Linked DNA regions of Mus musculus: region 2 is linked to region 1. Evidence: chromatin contacts called from public HiChIP or PLAC-seq data. All regions are on one chromosome and are shown on one strand. The core of a region is the stretch at or near the end of the contact, and the rest is flanking DNA. Distances in the headings are between cores, read along the strand shown.

Region 1 (3,924 bases), core at 464-2,963:
CAGATGATGCAGTAAGCCTCATAGACAACAATTACAACAGGAGATTAACAGTTATGTTTATACATATTGCTTGCATTACAGCAGAGATGCCCTACAAAGTGGACTTCCCCTCTACCAGGAAGAGTGGCCCTTGACTGTCTCCTAAATGTGTGTCATGGCTTTTCAAGTTGACCCCCCCCCCTAAAGCTCTACCACCTATAGGTGTTCAAGGCTCCACCACCTGCCTTCTCCAGCCTCCAAAGGTGTTAAATGCTAGAATCAAGTAACTGCTTGCTTCTCATCAATGCCTCTGTACTGCTAGTTTTATGTCTGTTCGACATAAGCTAGACTCATTCGGGAAGAGGGAACCTCAGCTGAGAAAATATCCCCATCAGATTGTCTTACAAATAACAGTATGGAGCCTTGTCTTTATTGATGATTAATGAGGGAGGGCTCTGCTCAGTGGAGCCAGTGCAGTCCCTGGGCTGGTGGTCCCAGGATTAAATAAAGCATGCTGAGCAAGCCACTAAGAAGCCCTCCTCCATGCTTTCGGCTTCAGTTCTTACTTCCAGGCTCTTGCCTTGTGTTCCAGTCCTGACTTTTGTTACATCTCAAGCCCAGAACAAAAGGCTAAAGTGCCTACCCAATATATCAAAGCAAACCTGGCCACCAGGCTCTCCCTATATCCCTCATCCAGTACCTGGTACAAGTTATGGCTGCCATATCCTTCCATCTAACCTAAGCCCTAGCCCTTCCCCCCAGCTGCTCTTTCCTATATAATTCAATCTTTTAGTTACCTCGACTTTTCATTTACCCTTTACCTTCTTGGCCTCTTGGTCTTGATCTCCCCTCCCCACACCTTCTCTCCATGTGGCCTGGCCCAGGTCATAACTACTCTGGAATCTCCCAGATGTCCCTGTTCCTGGCTATGTCTCCCTTTTATCTATAATAAACTTTCTCCTCTGCCATACCTAGGTGTAGTCATGTCCTTTCCCTTTTTTATTTTTTTATTTTTTATTTTTCTATTCAACTCCCTTTGACAATGGGCTGTGACATGGAACTGTAACCTTGAAATAAATTATTTCCTGCCCAAGTTACTTTCAGTTACGACATTTTATTACATCAATAGAAACCCTAACTAAGACAGCAGAGATGCCCTGCAAAGTAGACTCCCCTCCTCTCCCAGGACTCAGGCCTCTCTGCCCTTCAGTGGATAGAGAGGTCATCTATCAAATCTCATGGACAGTCTTCAGTTTGGCCTGTTCTTGTCCACCTGAGATATTGCACAGCAGTGATCTCCCTTGGAGGTATACTGCCCAGAGTGAAGCTAGCAAAATTGTCAAAAAGTTTGATGAGAGGTAGGGAGAGGGAAAAGGAGAAGGGAAGGGAGAAGCAAAGGAATTTGAGTCATATTTTCTATTGGTACTAATAGCAGAAGTCAAGCATTACTATTCCAATTACAAGGGTTGAGTGACTTGTTCAGGACACAGAGCCATCTCGAAGGGGAAGCTCAGGACAGACAGATAGATCCAGAACTCAAACTCCAGGCTTGATTGCAAGCCGAATCTCTTCATAGCACCACATTGCCAGGCTGGTGTTCTCTAAGGGCCAGGTACAGATGAAGATGGCTAGTGCTGGGAGAGTAGGCACAGTGGTCTCCCACTACAAGGAAGGGCTAGCTAGGTAGCAGGCAAGAAAGGCATCCTTGTCTACAGTGTTGACGGGGCCTTTACAGTCCAGTCAGTGCTTACTCATCCTCCAGCTGGGAAGGGATGCACTCCTCCCCCAGAGGGTCAGATAAGGGTGAGAAAGTTTCTGTAGAATTGGTCTGAAGAAGAATCGGGAACCTGGAAACACTAGCCTGATTGGTACCGTGCAAGTCTAGGCTTGGATCCCAGCCCTGCCTGTGACCCTGAGCTAGTTCATGAACTTGTCTGTTTTCAGTTTGCTGATAATCCTATCCGCCTTGACAAACTTTCCTGTCCCCTCTCTCATTCCTTTTCAGGACGGCCGTGTTGTACCCAGGAGTAATCTTTAACAAATGTGAAACTAATAAGTCAGGACTCGTACACTACTGAATTAGTTTTCAGTAAATAAACCCCATTCATTTCTCATTGAACTTGAGACTAAATCCTCCATCATTCTGTGATCTCCTGTGTCTCAAGTGACCTGTTCCCTCTCTACTTCTCTACCTCACAACCCACTTCACAGACATTCTTCCAGCCCTACTGTCTCAGAGCACCCCTCCCCCACTCAAAGAGCCTTCATGTCCCAAAGCTTTCTCCTTTGCCAGCCCCTCCTTTCTCCTGGTGAGTGCTAATCATTTGCATGTCTCAGCTTCTCCTCTGAAAAGCAAACTGCCTCACACACTATTGAAACTCAATCACTGCTTTGCAGTTTCTTGCTACTCTGTATTTTCTTTCAAAGTATGAAGCAACACTTGCAGCCATGCATCTGAGCGTGTGATTCCTTGATCATGGTTATCTCCATAAGCTGTCAATCCTTTGAGAACAAGGTGTGAGCCTCGTTTGATCCATTCTGTCTAACTTGGAGCCATTCCAGTGCCCCGTTTATATTAGTTTACAAGCTCAAGAGATGCATGGGATATTGAACACTGGTGGCTGAAGGATATGTTAAGAATATTGAGGACCTTTAGGAGATCTTTGCAGCTCTGTCCCTGCTGTTACCCCCTCAATGGATATAGTCAGACTATAGTTCTCAGAAGTGGGTACAGCTCCTCCTTCCCCCCATTAAGAAATTCTGACACGGACCCTTAGGGGTTCACTGAAAGCAGTCACTGTGCCTGTGGAGCCAAGCTGAGCAGATCAGATGGCAGACCCTAGTACCCAGGGGATCAGGAATAACCTAGCAGGGAGTTTGGAAGGTGCTGGAGAGCCAGCCCCTTGGGTCTCATCAGACTGAGCCCTCCCTGTCTCTCCCGCCCCCTGCAGAAAGCTGCTCTGCCTGGTCCAATGCCAACTGGGCTGCTGCTTGTTTTGTTGTATGTGCTGCTAGGCAACTGGCCTGTTTTTGCTTATTTACCTCCCCTGGGCCATTTCACAACACTTAGTAATAGGCCTTGCTCTCTCTGGTGCACATCTGGTTTACATTAGCCTGTCAGAGCCCCTTTGCAAGGAGAGCTTGCCCTTCTCTCAGTGGTGACCAGCGAAGGCTCCCAGGACCCAGGCTGCTCCTGGGCGTTGATCACTCACCCAGTCCCCAGGGGCCTCCACCCTGCAACCTCCTACATGGTTTTCAACACTTTACACATTTACAAGCCCATTGAGGAGGAACTTTGGGAGGAGAAAGGCGAGGGAGGGTTCAGGACTATAAGAGCAGGAATTAAAGTTAGAGAGCATGCCATCAGAGTGCCTGAGCCCCAACAATGCCCTTGTTGACTCACAGAGAGGGACAGTTGCCTCACCCAGGACACAGGGACTCAAACCTTCCCACCAAGACCACCTAGCATTAAAAAAATTGTGGTTTCTGTGAAGGGTCAGTTGAGAATCAAAACTTTGATAAATGCCATTTCAAGACAGAAAAAGAATAAAAGTTTTTTGTTTTGCTTTTTTTTTTAACCTGTCTACATAGGATTCATTGCAAAGCAGGGTTAGCCAAAAATGAATAAGAAGGACCAAGATCAAATTCAGGGCACTTCTCTGGTCTCTTTTGCTCCACTGATCTGGCAAGCATGGTCTACTCAGAAGGTAGCCCACAGCCTTCACAATGACATTCAAGGCACTTTAGGTCTGGGCCTTATTACTTCTCTGACCTCATCATCCTCCCATCCATCCCTGCTTCCGTAGGGTATACCATGAAAAAGAGTGAAGTTTTCTATTATATGGAAGCACTGAGCAGCTGTGCACAGCTCTGAGAACAGAGCAAGGACTGGGCTACCACTCCACTTCTCTATCAGTCTAGACCACTGCATAGTAAACAAAGTGC
Region 2 (3,924 bases), core at 846-3,345, 590 kb before region 1:
CAGGTCAGTTATGTAAGAGATTTGAGGCACATCATAGCCTTATATATTTTGTTATTCTGCTGGTGTGCAGGATTCACAGGCCAGATCTGATCTTTGACTCATCACTGCACTAAAACCCATGCTTGACTCTGGCTGGACTCTGCTATTCATCCAAATAAATGTACTAAACCAATAGTATGAGGTAAATTTTGTCTCTGGGTTTTTACCCATGACACTTCTGACACTAAATGTGTGGGTCCACACTCCCCCTTGTACCAATCGACTTCCAATTCTTTAGACATCAATTAAATTCCAGCACTATCTACCCAGAGTCAGGGTCATACTTGTACTGGAAGGTTCAAGGCTGTCTCAACTTTAGTTGCAAGTCTCATGTTTCTCTATATGTCTGATGAACTACAAATCACAGGCTTCCCAATTTGCTTGAATGGATACATATAATATAGGAAATGTTTACTTACTGTTAATAATATGTTATCAGGGCTACAAATATTAGGCAGATAGAAATGCAGAAAGACAAGGATGCAGCAAGGGTCCATGCTCTCTGGGCACAGCAATCTGCATGACAAGCATGTGGTCATCAACCTAGGGTCTATCTGAATCCCATCCTTTGGAGATTTGTTAGATGAGAAAAATAGAGAGAACCTTATTCTCTATCTTGGAAAGTTAATGGAGAGCCTGAAAATTACTCATCCCCCAATCTGAAGGATCTATAGTTTTCCAGCCATTAACCTTCTCACAAGCATTCAAGAAGATACCATTTTGAAGAACTCCAAAGGTTTAAGGAGTTTGCCTTTCAGGAGCTGAAAGACAATGACAACACAATTTCTTCCCCTCTTAAAACTTGCAGTGAACACCAAGAGTTTCTGATGAAATTCAGACTTCGTAAAAATCTCAGTGTCTGAAATCTTCATGATGGAATTTGTGTCTGTTTTCAGCACTGCTGTATTCATTACCCTCCTAGTGAGCCATTCTAGAAATATTAACTTTCGGGCTATGACTGACCATGCTAAAATTGCTCCTTCCCAATTTGTACCTCTCCCAGTAATCTTTGAGGACTGTCCTTTTCTTTTAGGGCCTCCCTCTTCAAATACACTTTCTCCAAGACTTACCTTTGGCCACCCTTAATTGGCCTCAAGTGTTGAGTTTGACTCAATCCACTTCTAAATACCAGTGGCTGTACCATCACACTTTCTTAACTTCACAACACAGTGAAGTTTCTTAGCCTCCTACACAGTGTCATCTGACGTTTTATTGCTAATTGGCTTAATCTTTACTTCATTTCACGAGGTCTCTCACTTCATCTTTTTCCAGAAGCAGAAGCACTTGGCAGCCTTCTTCATGTATCACCAGTTTTTAGTAGAGTATTAAGAGTTAGCTGAGAGGATGAATTTATCAAATGTATATTTAATGTAAGGACTGTACATTTGATTGTCAAATTCTGGGGTGGAGAGGGAGGACTCTATCCCTTTTAAATGAGGAAGCTCAGGTTCAGAGCATTCACACGATTTTCCTAAATTAATAAATTACAAGCTTGCTTCAAGTCATGAGTAAAATGGGGTCCATTTCAGGAGCCCATGCTCACCAGGGAGATGTCTAGGCTGAGGCCATCACAGTTACCCTCCATGTGATGACTCTGAGACCCTGTAAAATTCTCAAAGCTTTCTTTTCCCCTGTCAAGGTCACATTTAACCATGGTCACTACATTGTGCTTATATAAAGAGAAAGGCAGATTCATTGATGTTAAGAGAAACTGCTCATGTTACTTTTTGAAACAAACTAAACAAAATTACTACCATCTGTATGACCCTGAGCAAGACCTTTCCCATTCCTTGACCTCACTTATCTGCAGAGTGAAAGCATTTGCTTAAATTATCTCTAAAATCTTGCCAGCTCTGCAGTCAGTTTTGTGGGGGTGGGGGTGGTAGGGTGGCTGTGTTTGCACTGTGTGAGCTATCATAATTAACTTTCATCCAACAAGTGTTACTCTTGAGTTTCTGAGGTTTCCCTAGTCTCATTCCAACAAAACACACATCCACTAAACTTCATGGAAACACAACATTTTATCTTGATTAATCATGGGTCATCATAGCACAGGGGAGCGACTCTATCCCTGTTAAGAAGGTTGGGGGTAGAGTCCTAATACATAGCCTGACTGGTAAGGACTGGGTCTAAATATGAATATTGAGCAATTCATCCTATTTATGTGAACGTGACTCATTTTTATCTGATTTCTAAGGCTTCTTACTAAAAACATCAGAAAGATCATAGGCTCTAAAAATGTAAACAGGCTCAATTAGTCACTTATTGTTTACTGAAACTGATATGATCCTGGTGATAAAGTGTTGCAGTGAGCTGTACAAGAAACAGTGGCCATGTCAACAATAACAGTGGTAGTAGTGGTGGCAGCTAGTATTTTATAAAGTATTTACTATGGCTAATGCTATACAAACACCCACTGATTCCTTCAGTTGAAAGATCAAGTTCTGAAACCTATTCTTAACTAAGTATTATGGACTTCAGAGAGGGCCAAGTCCATTGAATATTTTTAGTTTCATTTAATTCTTCATTCTAATATCATAAATTTTTAGTTTTTAAAAATTACTTGAGTTTTGAGAATTTCACACAATATATTGTGATCATGTTTTTTTTTCCCCCTTCCCCAAATCCTCCCAGATTTCTCTCTACTTCTGTGCCAAATCAATTTCATGTTCTTTCTCACTCTTAAAACAAAACAGAAACCAGAGAGCTGAAGAGGTGGCTTAGCAGGTAAGAGCAATGGCTGCTTCTTCAGAGGATCCAGGCTCAATCCCAGCACCCACAGCAGCTCACAACCCTCCATAATTCCAGTTCTGCAGGTTCACTGACTTATTCTGACCTCCTTGGGCACCAGGCACATACACAGATTGATACACGCAGGCAAGGCCACCATACACATAAAGTAAAAGGAAATAAATCTTAAAACCAAACCCAAAGTACAAAAACATATGGGGTCCTTTTTTGTTAGCTATTCCTGATCATGGGGCCTGCCCTGGAGCGTGGTTGATACTGGTTGATACACTCAGTATCACTCCACTGAAGAAAGCTGGTTTTCACTCTTTCAGCAATTCCTAATCGCAAACACCTTCTCTGATTCCTGGCCAGGAGCAGGGCTTTGTGTCCACTTCCCCCTTTTCCAAGCTCAGGTTTGTCTGGCTGGAGCTTATGCAGGTCTTGTGCTGCTATCTCTGCCAGTTCATACTGCACCAGCCTCATTCTATCTGAAAATACTGTCTCCTTAAAATCATTTACTCCCCCTGCCTCTGCTTCTGCATAGATCCCTGAGCCTTTAGGTCAGGGTATGATAGAGACACCCTACTTAGATCTGAGCACTCCAGAACCATTCACTCTGTTTCTATGTTAATTATCTATTGCAAGTAGAAGACTCAGATGAGGGTTAAGTGATGCACTCATCTATGGGCATAGCAACATGTCATTAAGAATCATTTTATTGCTATATTATTTAACAGAAAAATAGTACTATGTTTTGCCCTAGACTTCATGAATTATCTAGTTGTATACTCTTAACCTTATTATGTCAGATATGGGTTGTATCTCATGGAATGGGCCTTGAACTCAATAAACGTGGTTGGTTACTCCCATAACATGTTTGCCACTACTGTAATAGTGGGCAAATGTACTAGGTTGCTATTATAGCTCACAGGATTCATAGCTTGGTGCTGTTTATGATCACTTTTCTCCTCTGAGAGCATGTACAGCACTTTCCAGCACTATGAATGCTAGCCAATAGGGCTGAAGCTTCCAGTTGAGTACGAGCAAGCTTTTTTCTCCATCTTCCATATTTAGCAGTAGGATCTCAGCATTTTGTTGTAATGTAATCACCTGTAAAGTTTGAGGGGGCTGTCCATGGGACTCCTTCAACCAATG

What was found. HiChIP or PLAC-seq counts read pairs in DNA pulled down with a chosen protein or histone mark.
Region 2: a contact with region 1 is called in a CTCF HiChIP or PLAC-seq map of the NIH/3T3 cell line, with 9 read pairs. The contact joins two enhancer-like sites. A contact is called at or near these places in 1 of 15 datasets of contacts at CTCF or cohesin (the NIH/3T3 cell line), 3 of 484 Hi-C or Micro-C datasets (the STO cell line and embryonic fibroblasts), 4 of 115 datasets of contacts at active chromatin or transcription factors (embryonic fibroblasts, embryonic stem cells, fibro-adipogenic progenitors and 1 more) and 1 of 9 other capture datasets (embryonic tail).

What each region holds. Positions count from the first base shown.
Region 1 is chr4:95,317,135-95,321,058 of GRCm38.p6, reverse strand. No RefSeq gene overlaps it. Among named protein-coding and RNA genes, the nearest start is that of Gm32240, 110 kb to the right of the region's middle. RefSeq lists an enhancer at 2,325-3,530. Within about 2 kb of position 1,713, at least 109 of the 459 cell types and tissues checked have an H3K27ac peak or open chromatin away from gene starts, as enhancers often do. A contact at or near this core is called in the NIH/3T3 cell line and the STO cell line, where this site is marked.
Region 2 is chr4:95,908,327-95,912,250 of GRCm38.p6, reverse strand. All of the region lies in intron 14 of Fggy (FGGY carbohydrate kinase domain containing), which reads right to left. Among named protein-coding and RNA genes, the nearest start is that of Hook1, 57 kb to the left of the region's middle. Within about 2 kb of position 2,095, at least 13 of the 459 cell types and tissues checked have an H3K27ac peak or open chromatin away from gene starts, as enhancers often do. A contact at or near this core is called in the NIH/3T3 cell line and the STO cell line, where this site is marked.